2 separate regions of the Mus musculus genome follow, and region 2 is linked to region 1. The links are chromatin contacts, called in public HiChIP or PLAC-seq maps. All regions are on one chromosome and are shown on one strand. Each heading gives the region's core, a stretch centred on a gene start, on an enhancer-like site or on the middle of the called end of the contact. The rest is flanking DNA. Distances are from core to core; before and after follow the strand shown.

Region 1 (3,708 bases), core at 698-3,197:
GGTGTCTGCTGCCTGCCTGGGTACTCATCTGGTTCTGGAATTTAGAGGCCTGGCTGCGGAAAAGTCTACAGAACTTGAGTCTAGGCTGGTGGAAGCTGCCATGCTGTCCTCCCAGAGAAGGAAGATAGGGATCAAAGTAAGAGCCAGGAGTCCAGGGCCATACAGAACTCTGCCTCACTCCTTCCCTAACAGGCCTCTCACTCCGCTCCGCTCTGCTCCGCTCCTATCCAGAGGCTAGCCAGAAAGTCACACTTGCGGACCACAAAGCCATTCAGACCCTAGCACAATGAACAAAAGATTTGTTTTCTATACCAGAGGGAGGAATGCTGGGGACATTACAGCCAGCTTCTGGAGGCTGTTACGGTGAGCCTACATGTTAGGGTGTGGTGAGAGTCTGCTGTGGCACCCTGAGATTAAAGTGACCCCAGCACCTATAGGAAGAGCCTACACTGTCCCTGTGAGGAAAGCCCCACACCATCCACATCTGCACGGGCCTCCAGCCCCTTGTCTCAGGTAGGTAGGGCCTTGGCCACTTCCCTCCTCCACTGCATCTAGACACAAACCACAACCGTCCCCCAGGGTCTGACCTGGTGACCTTGACTCTAATGGGAGTGACCTCAGAAGGATAAATAGTGATGCTACCTTCCTTTTTCAGAGGCTCTTCCGGGGAGCCCTGATTTTGCAATGGTGCAGTGGTTTAAGACAGGGTTTATCTATGTAGCTCCAATTGGCCTTGAACCAGAGATGTGCCTGCCTCTGCTTCCCATGTGCTGAGCTTAGTGTAGGGGAGAGGGGTTGGCATCCTGGACACGGCTTCCAGATGTCACTCACGCACAGCCTTCCCAACATTTGCTATTTCCAAATACCCTATGAAAGGGATTAAAATTGCTTAATATTTCCCAGCTGGATAAAACAGTTCACGACTACTTGGTTGTTTGGCTGCTGCTGTTGTTTTATTTTGAGACCTGGCCTCACATAGCCCAGGCTAGCCTCAAACTCCCTATATGTAGCGGAGGATGACCCTCACCTCCCGATCAGTAGGGTATGAGGTGCACGCTGCTACACCACGCCCAGTTTATGCAGGGCTGGGGATGAAACCTGGGCCTTCCTATGTGCTAGCCGAGCGCTTGCTACTGAGCTACAGTCACTAACACAATTAGATCCATTCTTTCAGTGCTGGGAACTGAACTCAGGACCGTACGTACACCGGGCAAGTGCTCTACCACTGAGCCACACCTCCAGCTCTCCAACTCGCTTTTACCCTTTAGCCTTCCCTTTAAACACCAAGCCTCACAAAGTCAGTGCTGCGTGGGCCGTGTTTGACAAGCATCTCCCAGAGCACAGGTCTGTCAAACACTAGGCAGTCCTCCTTGTACTGCGTAAAAGCTTTTCTAGGGACAGGGCTATCATGTCTCTGAAGGCCCCTGGGGGACTTTCTTGATAGGGTGGATACCTGAAAGCTTCTGAACCCAGTCCAGCCAATCAGTAGCCAGCTGCCCTTCTCCCCGAGCCTCAGTCTTCCCATCTGTAAAATGGATTTAGGGGGCACTGTCGGGGTAGCATGTAACACTATGCCTTGCATACGGCAGGCACTGAGCACATCAAGGAAACAAGCAGCATGCTGTCTACACGGCCCTATGGATGGGGGGAGAGGGAGGAGGGGAGGCAAATGTCCTACAATGTCCATTTCACAGATGATGGGTTGAAGTTTGAGGCCATGTGGAGTCTAGGCTACTGCTGCTGTCATTTCTTCCTCAGAGAACAGTGGAGTAGAGAGGAGGAGGAGACTCACTCACTCCTGGGTCTTTGGACTCTCCACTTGGACAGCCATGAGGCAGCCCAACCCCCACAAGACAGGCAGCTCCAGCCTGTGGTCTAGGCTGTCTGGGAGCACAGCAGCTCTCTGAGTTCACCACCTCTGAGTAACCGCTTCCTCAAGACATGACTCACATCTGTCTGGGGTCACCCACACCCTCCTTCCCCGTGGAGGCAGGCAGGCCAGGTGAGACGGGTACAGACAGAGGCGCTCTGGCCTGCCAGCAGTGGCTTTGGAGCCACAACACTCCCAGAAATGCCAAACCTACTGCGACGACAGGCCCTGTCCTGTGAGTCTCCCAGGCTGAGACCCAGCTGGAGGCCTTGGCCTGAGACATGAGGCTCAGACGCAGGTTGCAAAGTGCCTCTCATCTGGAATTCTACTGAGCCCATTCCCTGGGGGCCCAGCCTGGTCCAGGCAGCTCTTCTGCTGAACTGGCTGCTCCTTGGGTTACCCACATTCCAGTACTGCGGTCTCAAAGTCACCAGGCCATGTCAAAGGGCTGACAAGCCAGGGGCTGTGTGTAGGACCACAGAACCCACAGCACATCGGCTTCTGGGGATGGGCGGGGGTTGGTTGGGGGGGAGGCTTGAGAGACACGAAATCTGCAGAACTTAATGACTTAGGGTGGAGAGGCTCAGGCTGCAACCCTTGTTGTCCCTTACCTCACCCTGGAGGAGTTTAGTCTGCAAGAGAACCTTTCAAGTCCTCTGACAGAGAAGGAACCTAAGAAAAAGGGAGAGAAGAGGTGGTGGTGGGCGGGGGGCAGCTAAAGCCTGGACTTGGGTCCTGCTTCTGCCTAGCTCCAGAATTTTTAGGATAGGCTCATCAGCACCCTGCCCGCCTGCTCCTTGGGGTGGTGATTCCCTCTCAGCTCTGTCCTAGCACCTGTGGGTCACAGTGACCCCTTTTCCTTCAGTTGCAACCCAACACCAGACCGTTCCTGTTCTCTCCTGCTCAGAGCCATGGGGATCACTGCCCGCTGGCCCGGTGACCCTTCTTGGAAGGGCGTGGCAGAAGGGGAAGGCTTCCCAGCCGGCCAAAAGGGATACACACACACACACAGAGACCCAGCTGGAGAAGTCTGAGAGGCCAGAGGTGGAGAGAGGCCTCAAATCAGACACACCCCTGACACCATGACAGGTGGCTCTAAGGCTTGGCTCTGCCTGGGCAAGCTAAGCCCACACTCCAGGATCCCTCAGCCCAAGTTCAAATCTGCCTTGCAACTGTGTGCTGAGTGATCTTTGGCAAGTGACTTGGCTCCGCCTCCTCGTGTGCACTGAGGTTGCCATGAGGATTAATGAGGCGGGGCGTGCCAAGCGCGCTGTGAGCACCTGCCACTGCTAGGGTTTAAAAAGCCACCACTCGCTGTGGGGGAGTGCCCAGAACAACCTCCAAGCAGACAGAGCTGTGAGGTGTCAGTCAGGACCAAATCTCCCCCCTTCTGCTCTTATTTCTGAAGCATCTCTATTCCAGAGAAAAGCCCCCGTGTTTTCCTCTAGAGTATAAAGGTGCTGAGGCTACAACTCAAGACATCTGTGGAAGAAGCAGGCAAGATAAAACAGAAGCTTCTATCTGGACTGGGGTGCAGGATGCTGATCTTATAGAAAGACAAAGTGTCACTAGGGGAATGTCGCACTCTGTGTTTTAGTCCATGTCACCTTGGAACAGGTCTCTAATAAATATTGGGGGTCTGGAAGACCTGAGAACTGAGGGGAGGGCTGTGTCACCTGCAGCTCAGGGACTCAGCAAAGAACAGTCTGTGACCTGTTAAGCAGCCCAGGACACTCTACATTGACAAGGAGAAGCCAGTCAGAGGGCCTGGTGCCTTCTAGTGGGAACAATCCCTCTCCCTGTCAGTGCTCCATAGCCTCTACAGCTCTACACCGCCC
Region 2 (3,708 bases), core at 419-2,918, 1.0 Mb after region 1:
ACTGCTGATAGCATCCCAGGATGCTTTGTGGGGGTGGGGGCAGGGGTGGGGAAGGGAAGGGAGGAGAAAGCCTTAGGGTGTTTCAACCTTTCAGCCCAGGTCAGTGAGGAGTGCTGGGCTGTTTGAGGTTTGGTTTTAATTGAATTCTTTGGGAAACAGAAGTAAAGAAAGTCTGCTTTAATCCTGTAGGCTAAGATTGGGATGGAGGTAGAGGGGGAGATTGTTTGTTTGTTTGTTTTTTGTTTTGTTTTTATTCCATATAAACCTTGCCATCTTTTGAGCTTCAGATATTTTAGAACAGGGGTGAAAAAAAAAAGAGAGACAAATTCGTGAGACCTGTTGGAGAGCTGAAAAACAACAGGGGATGGGAGAGGTGAGTCACAGGCTGATTTTATTGGATTTTCACGAAGGAAGCCAAGTTTTTCAACTGCTGCTGGAAAAAGAGGGGCCCTGGAAGCCTCTCTTTCTGGCCCCTTTCGCAGCCTGCCCCCATCTCCACACATACCCCATTGCACCCTTGGGTGGCTCTGGGAAGCTTTCTGACCTAACAGTTGTGTTGGGTAGTGGTGGTGGTGGCGGCGTGCGTGTGTGTGTGTGTGTGTGTGTGTGTGTGTTTTCCATGAGAAGAAACAATCCCTTCCCTGGTCCCAAAGGACAAACCTAGAGAGTGACCCCTCAGCAGGCCATAGCCCCATTTCCTTGTCCATGGCATAATGATGCCCTAATCCTCCTAAGATGTCAGAGTCCCCCTTGACCCATGTTCCCCAGGGACCTACAAGCCCTGAAAGTCTGTCTCTTCCCCTGCCCCTCACTTTCCCTCTGCCCCGGAGGGCCTAGGGCTCCCTGAGGTCTCTGCTCCCTTTGCTGATGCCACCTACACATCTGAGGTTCTCTGGCCAACAGTGATCTCGCCATCAGCCTGGCAACACCCCAAGGACTGCGTACCCCTAGCTTTGTCCACAGTTGTATTGAGACCATCTCACACGACTGCCCAGAACCAGATATTGGGGTGGGGGTGATTTGTTTTTTGAACTTCCAGCATCAGCCCATCATGCCCGCCTGGAGCTCCCCCTGCTCCGCGCTTCTGGAGCACTGACGTTCTTTAGGGACTGAGGTGAACATCGTCCATCCGTGGGTCTGGGGATGCATCCATTAAACCACCCGCCTGATGGCCTACACATCACACCTGCTCTCCCTCTCTGTGTCTCACAGCCCTAAGCCAGAGGAGCTCAGCCACCATGACTGTGGGACGAATCCCATTCTCTCCCTGTCACCTCCTCCATGGGTGAAGTAGTGACACCACTCCAGGACAGTCCCATCAGCCCCTGCTGAGTCCTGGTTTCTATTTTGACTTCAATTAGCTGTCTCCAGAGAACTTTCCAGATTGTAGACTGAGAAATATGCAGTGGCCCCATCCCCATCCCTGGTAAATATCCAAGCTCGGGGTAAAGACAGCTCTGTGGGATCTAAGCCTTCTTCTCATGCTGTATGTACTTCCTGTCCCCACTAACATGGCTCTTCCTCTAAGAAGCCCCTTCTACACACTCTTCCAGGACTCTCCACTACAGACCCATGTCTACCTTGTCCTTGCTGTACCTTGGGGGCCCAGAGCAAGAACGGCAATGGGTGACATAGTCTTGTGGGCTGTTTGCCCTAGCAGAGTAGAGAGTGACTCACCATCCAGGAAGAGGGATGGCTCTGGCTTCTCTGCCCCTCCTCCAGCCTTCCTAGGAACCTGTCCTGGAGGAGTTTGCTCTAGGGAAGCTTAGGTGGTTACATCACTCCCACCCTCCCCCTGCCTTGAACACTCTGGTCCTTGGCAACAGGCTGAGGACCCCCCTTTCTGCTGACCTGTGGGCACAGATGTTCCCTAGGTGTGAAGGCACAGACCACAGATGGCTCCATTTGCAGGCAGGTGCCAATGCCTGGTACTCGGGCACATTTGTTCTCTCAGAGGGTGGCATCAACCCAGAATCACCTCAAATTACATGAACATTCTGCCTTTCGAGAAAGTGAAGAATTTCGGGGGAGTATAGGGAGGTATTTTGGGCAAACAAGGCCTCCTCTGAGATCCGTCTGCCAAGTGATCTAGGCTTTCCTCTGCTTGTGGGAAACATTGCCAATGGGCAGGCTCATAGCCCTCAGATGGGGTGAGCTCTGCTGGATGGCCCCTGGCTGACCTTCTGAACATATAGGTTCTCCTGTTAGAGGCAACCACAGCCTTTCCCAGAAACATCCCAGTCTATCAGCATTGCCACGCCCAGTGCCCAGACTCATCAGAGCCTTCAGACTTGCCTACTGCCCATCAGGGCTCTTGCACATTGATTCGTCTCAACACCTCATCAGGGCCCTTCCTCCCCATGGCTCCACATCGAGGTACTAGACTCTCTCTTCTTACCCAAAACACAATGGCCTAGTGAGGGAACATCAGCTGTTCTGTCATTGTTGTGCTCACATGAAGATGCTGTTGCGTGTATAGCCAAGTTCGCCATGCGTGCACATATTACCGTGTGGCTGCAAACCCTGCTTCATCCTGAATGTTCCTAGGCTCAGCGGAGGTTTCCACCTCTGCATTGGCTCTTTCTAAGGCTCATGGGGATGCTCGCTCCTGGGGAACCAGGCAACAGGCCTCATGAGGCCCCTTTACTGTTCATGATGGTGCCCATCTCACTTGGAAGGAGCGACACCTATTTGGCTGGCCTGACTATACAGCTCTGGAGAGTTGGGCTATAAGTTTACATATATGGAGATGTGTATTATAATGGATTCTACGGACACATTGGAATAATGGCCTTGAGCTACCACGCCCTTGCCAGTTCTGCTCATGTTTTGCTAGGTGCTCAGAAGACAGCCTTTCTCTGATCACTGGATCACGTCACAACACCCCGCCCTGTCCCATTCATACCCCGAGAAAACTTGATCCTCTCCAAATTCCCTGCTTTCTGTAGCTTGTTTTGAGTCCTTTGTAGGATGCTCTTCAATGTTGACAACGTTTGCTCTAGCAGTGTCTTTTCATGTTGGGTTGACACAGGGTACTCGCTGTACACAAGAGGTTCCCAGGAATGCCAGTCTGCACTGTTCATTGAGACTCTGGCTTTTCTTCCACAGGAGGTTGCTCGCTGGAGTGAATGGCAGTAACCGCAATTCCTCTGTGTTTTCTCACATTCTATTTACCCATTTGCCCCCTTAACGGCTCATGGATTTTTAAAACATTTTTTTGTTTGTTTGTTTAAACTATTATTCTTTTGTGTGTGGAGGTCAAAGCACAACTTTGTGGAGTCGGCTCTCTTCTTGCATGGGTTCTACGGATGGAAGGCAGGGAGCAGAACCTCTCAGCGAGTTTCAGACATTTAAATGCTGGGTTATAATCCTGGACAACAATTGGTTCAACTGCTCAGTTTTGACTCTTGGTAGCACTTACCATCAAACTTAGGTCACTCTGAGCTCTACAACAGCACATCCATGCTCCAGGTTCATCCAGTAGTACTAAGAACCACCCATTTCCTTCCTCAGAAGTTGGATCCCTTAGTTAGTAAATGGTCTTTGCACCAAAGTCTAGGTAGAACAGGGAGAGACATGGCCATGCGTGTGCATGCCTGGTGAGTCCTACCTACTTTGTCTGTCTGTCTGTGAATGAAGGGAGACTTCCTTATACCACTGGAACCTTTGCTAGGCCACAGGTTCTCATACTTAACTGTCCCAGGCAGC

What was found. HiChIP or PLAC-seq counts read pairs in DNA pulled down with a chosen protein or histone mark.
Region 2: an H3K27ac HiChIP or PLAC-seq map of trophoblast stem cells shows a contact between it and region 1, with 4 times the contacts expected there. The contact joins two enhancer-like sites. A contact is called at or near these places in 2 of 115 datasets of contacts at active chromatin or transcription factors (embryonic forebrain and trophoblast stem cells).

What each region holds. Positions count from the first base shown.
Region 1 is chr2:173,261,859-173,265,566 of GRCm38.p6, forward strand. The region is part of intron 1 of Pmepa1 (prostate transmembrane protein, androgen induced 1); the gene reads right to left. Among named protein-coding and RNA genes, the nearest start is that of Pmepa1, 13 kb to the right of the region's middle. Within about 2 kb of position 1,948, at least 111 of the 459 cell types and tissues checked have an H3K27ac peak or open chromatin away from gene starts, as enhancers often do. A contact at or near this core is called in trophoblast stem cells, where this site is marked.
Region 2 is chr2:174,261,608-174,265,315 of GRCm38.p6, forward strand. No RefSeq gene overlaps it. Among named protein-coding and RNA genes, the nearest start is that of Mir296, 3.7 kb to the right of the region's middle. Within about 2 kb of position 1,669, at least 28 of the 459 cell types and tissues checked have an H3K27ac peak or open chromatin away from gene starts, as enhancers often do. A contact at or near this core is called in trophoblast stem cells, where this site is marked.